Linked DNA regions of Mus musculus: region 1 is linked to region 2. A link is a contact called in public Hi-C data. All regions are on one chromosome and are shown on one strand. Each heading gives the region's core, a stretch centred on a gene start, on an enhancer-like site or on the middle of the called end of the contact. The rest is flanking DNA. Distances are from core to core; before and after follow the strand shown.

What was found. Hi-C and Micro-C count contacts between places; a contact is called where the count stands out from the background.
Region 1: a Hi-C map of the G1E-ER4 cell line shows a contact between it and region 2, with 2.3 times the contacts expected there. The contact joins the enhancer-like site here to the promoter of Fam53a in region 2. A contact is called at or near these places in 8 of 484 Hi-C or Micro-C datasets (CD4 T cells, the G1E-ER4 cell line, the N1E-115 cell line and 4 more), 5 of 115 datasets of contacts at active chromatin or transcription factors (the SCID.adh cell line, embryonic stem cells, pancreatic cancer cells and 1 more) and 2 of 9 other capture datasets (adipose tissue and pancreatic islet).

What each region holds. Positions count from the first base shown.
Region 1 is chr5:33,680,615-33,683,314 of GRCm38.p6, reverse strand. No RefSeq gene overlaps it. Among named protein-coding and RNA genes, the nearest start is that of Tacc3, 24 kb to the right of the region's middle. Within about 2 kb of position 1,399, at least 36 of the 459 cell types and tissues checked have an H3K27ac peak or open chromatin away from gene starts, as enhancers often do. A contact at or near this core is called in the G1E-ER4 cell line, embryonic stem cells and thymic regulatory T cells, where this site is marked.
Region 2 is chr5:33,628,349-33,631,048 of GRCm38.p6, reverse strand. Fam53a (family with sequence similarity 53, member A) reads left to right here and starts at 1,414. Exons shown (of 6, transcript NM_178390.3): 1 at 1,414-1,712; 2 at 2,072-2,196. It also overlaps Gm9903.

The sequences.
Region 1 (2,700 bases), core at 150-2,649, 52 kb before region 2:
CTTGGGCAGCAGTTCAGTCCCATAGCAAACACCAAATATGACTTAACAGCTGGAGACCAGTCCTCTAGGCAGGCAAACACCAGATATAAACTGGCAGCTACAGTCCAGTCCTTAAAGCAAGCAGACACTAGGCAGCTGTAGTTCACTCCTAAAGAAACGGCTCACCAGCAGGCCTGAGGTGAGGCCATTGAAGCGGCAAACCACAACAGGAACCTCATAAGCAGTTCGTGGGTGAGTTTCTCTCAATGGCAGCATTATCACAATTTGAGCTCAATAGCGCTATGTAAGGTAAATCAATCCATGCATGTCATTAGCCAAGAGTTCCTGCACAGGGGGATCCAGTATTCATCAAAGGGCAGGTACCCAACATGCAGGATAAGACGGAATGGAAGCTGAATGGTCAGGGGCAGGTCTTCACTCTCCCACTCACAGACCAGGTCTCTGTCATCAAAGGGAAGATTCATGGAGCCACGGAGATGCCTGCAGAAACAGACCTACGGTGCGAAGGTATTGTCAGCAAGGATTCCAACTCCTTGGCTTGCTACAGCATGGCCAGTGGTGCTGTCAGCCACTTGGCCCTCAAGCAAGGCAGAGCAAACCAAACCAAGGCTCAGCGCTCGTCTCCCACTGTCTGTGGGGGTCCCCTTTGTACTCCTTCATCAAGGGTCCATTCACGTGTCTGCTATATCCAGACATCCTTTCCCCTGTGTCTGCTTCAGGAGAACAGTCTTTCACGTGCCTGCTTTATCAAGACATCCTTTCACCTGTGTGTCCCAGCAAATCATCATTTGGTGTAAACTAACTTTCGAAAGATCTAGAAGTTTCCACTTCAGGTTCCTGACTAGGAAGTGGTCTTAGAGTGCAGGGCCTAAAGCTATCACCTCTGCCAGAGAGAAGTTTCTGGGCTCAGGCTCCAAGGACTATGTATTCTCTAGGTGATTGCATGGCTCGGTGACAAGGGTCTTGAGACCTCTCACTGTGCTCTGGAGGGAAGGGCAGGGGCCTCCTTCCTCATGGCCAGGGATGCTGGTGGCCAGAAGTGGGCCCAGGCTCACAGTGATTGTCCTTATGCTGGCTTATCTCTCCACATACTGCTGTTGCTCTAAAAAGGCTGCACATTTCCTTTGTGGTTAAGGTTAGGGGTTTGGGTTCTGAGGTTCAGGTTGGGGTCTTTAGGAAGATGGGTATAGACTATGGCTATACAGGAGGAACTGCTAGGAACGATAGGGAACGCCCCGGCCTAGGCAACAGCCCGGTCACCACGTGGCCCATTTCGTTGACTTCCTCACTTTCCTTGAGATGAACCCCTCCACTCTCTAGTGGCCTTTATCAGCCCAGCCCACACCTCCCCTGGGCCTGATGCTTCCCACTACAGGAAGCCTTTTCTGCTCTGGCCTCACCCAGTTATCCTCCAGCTCGACGGAGGGGACAACGCAGTGGGGCTGGTGGGACACCTGGAGCCAGACAAGCCTAGACTCAGGGCAAGGGTACATTCCTGTTTCCTGGGCGTGTGGGGAGGGGGGTTCCCAGAAACACCAAGGAGGCCTGGCTGCCAGCCCGAGGGGAGAGCCCCTGGCGCTTCCTGCTTGGCTAGCAGGCGCGGAGGCAAAACAAGTCAACAACAGCCATGACTGCTGGCTTGTGCTTGTACAGAGCCCCCTTCTGTCCTTGGCCTGGAGTGGTTTTGCTGGGGCCTAGGCTCCCCTTCTTATTATGATGCGTGATCCAAGAGGCTCCTGCATCCTATGCCTTGGATGGGACATTCTGCCTTCACATCTTTTGGTATCTTGAGCCAGTTGCTAGTATTCATTTTACTGAACCTATCTAGTTAGACTACAGGACCCTCCCTAATGTCCCTGGCTCCCTCTCAGAGCTGACTGGTAATGTCACCACACATGTGAGGCCCTTACTTCAGAGAGAAACTAACAGATTCAGACCCTCTGGAGCGTTCCAGGAAGTGGTGGGGGTGGGCAGCTAGGGCAGGGTGGGGAGCCAAAGAGATGGCTTTGTGACCTGGGGCAAGTCACGTTGCCTGTGGGGTGGGGAAGCCTCTCCCATCCTGCCCCAGGGTCAAGGTGAGCTCATGTTCCTGGCAGGGGAGCAGCACCTGGCACATCAGGCCTCCTGAGGGAGCAAGTGGGCACGTTGGGGCAGCACAGATCTGGCCCAGCCCTCCTGCCTTGGGCAGACCTGGGGCCAGGCAGGGCCTCCCAGAGACATAGTGGATCCCTTGGAGACTCAGAGGTTGGACAAATGAGACCTTAACCAGCATTTTGAAGCCTCTTTTTGAAGAAAGACCCTAACCCTGCAGGCCTCCTTTTGTCTGCTCTGGAAAGCCCCCTATGTGATAAAAGGGCACTGTCCCCAGCCCTACATATACTAGTTTGGGTCATAGTGTCCCCACTACAGGGTGGGTAAGAAACAGGCCTGGGGCTGGAGAGATGGCTCAGTGGGTAAGAGCACCCGACTGCTCTTCCGAAGGTCCGGAGTTCAAATCCTAGCAACCACATGGTGGCTCACAACATATAAATAAATAAATAAATAAATAAATAAATAAATAAATAAATCTATCTTTAAAAAAAAAAAAGAATCAGGCCTGGTTTCCGCCATTGGTGTTTCATCTCTAGCACAGAGAGGGAAAGGTCCCTTAACAAAACGTACAGTGTAGGAAGACTCCAGGCCCAGCTCACGTAGGCCAGG
Region 2 (2,700 bases), core at 165-2,664:
GAGAGTTTGAAATACTTTCTGGTTTTATGTGAATTCATCAACTCCCTGAAAATTACCCTAAAAGGGCACACACTGAAAGCCTTTAGGAATTACTCAAATACAGCTGAGCTGTGTGGCGTATGTAACTTAATCAGCTGCAGGGCTTGGGAAACACAAGGTGACCGTGGTGATTTGAGAAGGCCACCATTGGTCCAGATCTGCCCAGGGAGAGTGTGGTTGAGGACTGTTCTGGGCAGAGTTCCTCTTAGGCACAGGTGCCTGCCAGATGTCTCAGTCCTTATCTGGCTCCTGCCTGCTGTGATCCAGGTCGCAAGTCCCCTGTCCTCAAGAAACCTGGAGGAGGAAATGAAAGGTCTGTCGCAGGTGATGCAGCAGGTGAGGGCACTCATTCTAGTTGATCTTGGCCTCCCTTGGCTGGGCCTCTGAGCCTGTACAGAACTGGATTTACCAGACCCATAACGTGGTGGCCAGGGCCCAGACTTCTGGTGTGCCCCAGGAATACCCAGTGGCTTTCTAATGTCTTCCTTTTTAGGTCTTATTCCAGATGAGAACTATTCCATTTTCTACATCAAGTAGCTGTACCTAACCCTGCAACATTTTTTAAAATTACTTTTTGTTGTTTGGGAACAAGGTTGTCTAGGGATTACAGGCTTGTGAAATTGCAGCCTATTCCTAGCCAAGTCGGCAGGCGGTTTCATTTTGCTGCGCCTGGCCTCTAGCACCCTGAGAAGTGCTCCACCCCAGTCACACCCACCTGCAGAGCAGCTTTCCTTCACAGCACCGGTACCCAATGCACAAAAGTGCCTTCCAGTCACACGGTAGGTCCAGAAATGAGACTCCCAAAGGGAAGGGTCCTGCCCAAAGGCACATTACCAGCAAAGGACAGGAGAAGCTGGGCATTGGTGGCGCCTGTCTTTAATTCCAGGGCTCGGAAGACAGAGGCAGAAGGATCTCTAGGAGTTCGAAGCCATCCTTGTCTACAGTCCGAGCTTCATACTGAGATTTTGCTATAAAAGAAAGAAAGAAAAAGAAAAAAGGCAGGGAGATGAAGGTGGTCACATCGGACTTTGGAATCCGGGAGCCTATAGGTACCACTACCGGCCTTCGATGCCCCGCGGACACCCGAAGGTTAACGTCACACCCGGCGCGGGCCAGCTCGCACAGGGGGGCGGGGCCAGCAGCGGCGCACGGTACCCGTAGGAGGGAAGTGAGAGGAAACGGGGGCGGGGCGTCACGAGGCCACACCCACAACACGCCGGGCAGTGACGTCGCCCGCCTAGCGGTGCGGCTGAGGGTTGATTGCTTGCGGCGGCTTCCGCGGGCGGGTGCGCGAGCGGACGGCTGACGGCTCGGGGCGGTGGTAGCGGCGCGGCGACCAATGAGGGCGTCCGGAGGGGGCGGGGCGTCGGCTGCGGTTTTGTTCCGCGGTGACTGAGGCTCACCGTCCCCATGCGCGGAGCGCGGCCTGCGCGGCCGGCGCCCTGCCCCAGCTACGGAGCTCGGTGCTCACTCGCCTCGCGGAGAGTGCTCTGCGCCGTCGTTCGCCTGCTCATCGCTAAGAGCTCCAGCCACCGCAACGCCGTGTCCTTGCGCTGCGATCCCGGAGTCTCCGTACGTCGGCCGGCGCCGCGCAGCCGCACGTCGAGAGCCGGGTGCATCGGCACAGCGCGCGGAACACCCTCTAGGGCCAGCCGGCGTCTCAGCACCTTAAGGTCCCCGCGCGCCCCGGGCCCAGCACTGTCCTCGTGTCCCGTGTCCCCGACATCCTAAGGTCCTCGGGGACCCAGCATCTGAAAGAACCCTGGGCCCCAGCTCCCTAGAGTCCCCTGGGCCCCAGCTCCCCGAACTCGTGGCGAGTCCGGGGACCCCTCCAATTAGGCCAGGCCCCAAGCATTCTGTTGTGCGCGCTCCTGCACGCCAGGCGGTAAGGCCTGCCCGCTGCGCCTGGGGCGCGCTGCCACTTGTTGAATCACTTTTCATGTCGACTTTGAGACCTGTTGTCGCCATGCTGAGTCCGTGGGCCCGTGAACCCGCTGTTGTTGAGACTCAGTGATTGTTATTTTGTATTCAGGAAGCAGGAAGTTTGACGAGATATGATGGTCCCTTAAGGGAATCCCAAGAGCAGATCCTCCCCAACGACCTGTGGAAGGTGACTTGGAAGTCTATTCCGAAGCCACTTTCCTGCGTAGACTGAGGGTGTGTAAGTCCCTTTAAGACTTCCTGTGTGGAGGATGGGATGTGCGATGTTCACAATGTATTTTACCGCTCCGAATGCTATTGCCTTTGTACATTAGTCTTAATTACAGATCTGTGATCTATCACTCCAAATTAAAATCACTTTAATTTTTTGCACTTCAAGGTATTTAATCATTAGATATATCTTTAAGTATGAATCTAAGCTTATTCTAACCCTCCAGCCCCACTACTTAAGTTTATAATGATGTTTCAGCTCTGAGAATTTTGAAGATGGACTAGTTTGACTTGAAAGGTGTACTTTAGTTTTTACATTAAGAAATTTGACTTGTGCTCACTGATGCTGCTGCTTCAAATACATATTTGGTCATCTTAGGAAAGTGGGTCTTGGAAGGGAAGTTCAGCATCTCAGAACAAGGTAGGACCGAGGATAGTTTTTCCAAATTCTGAATATTACGCCAAGGTGGAAATTGAAATTGATTAGGAAGAGTAGATGGACTTTGCTGT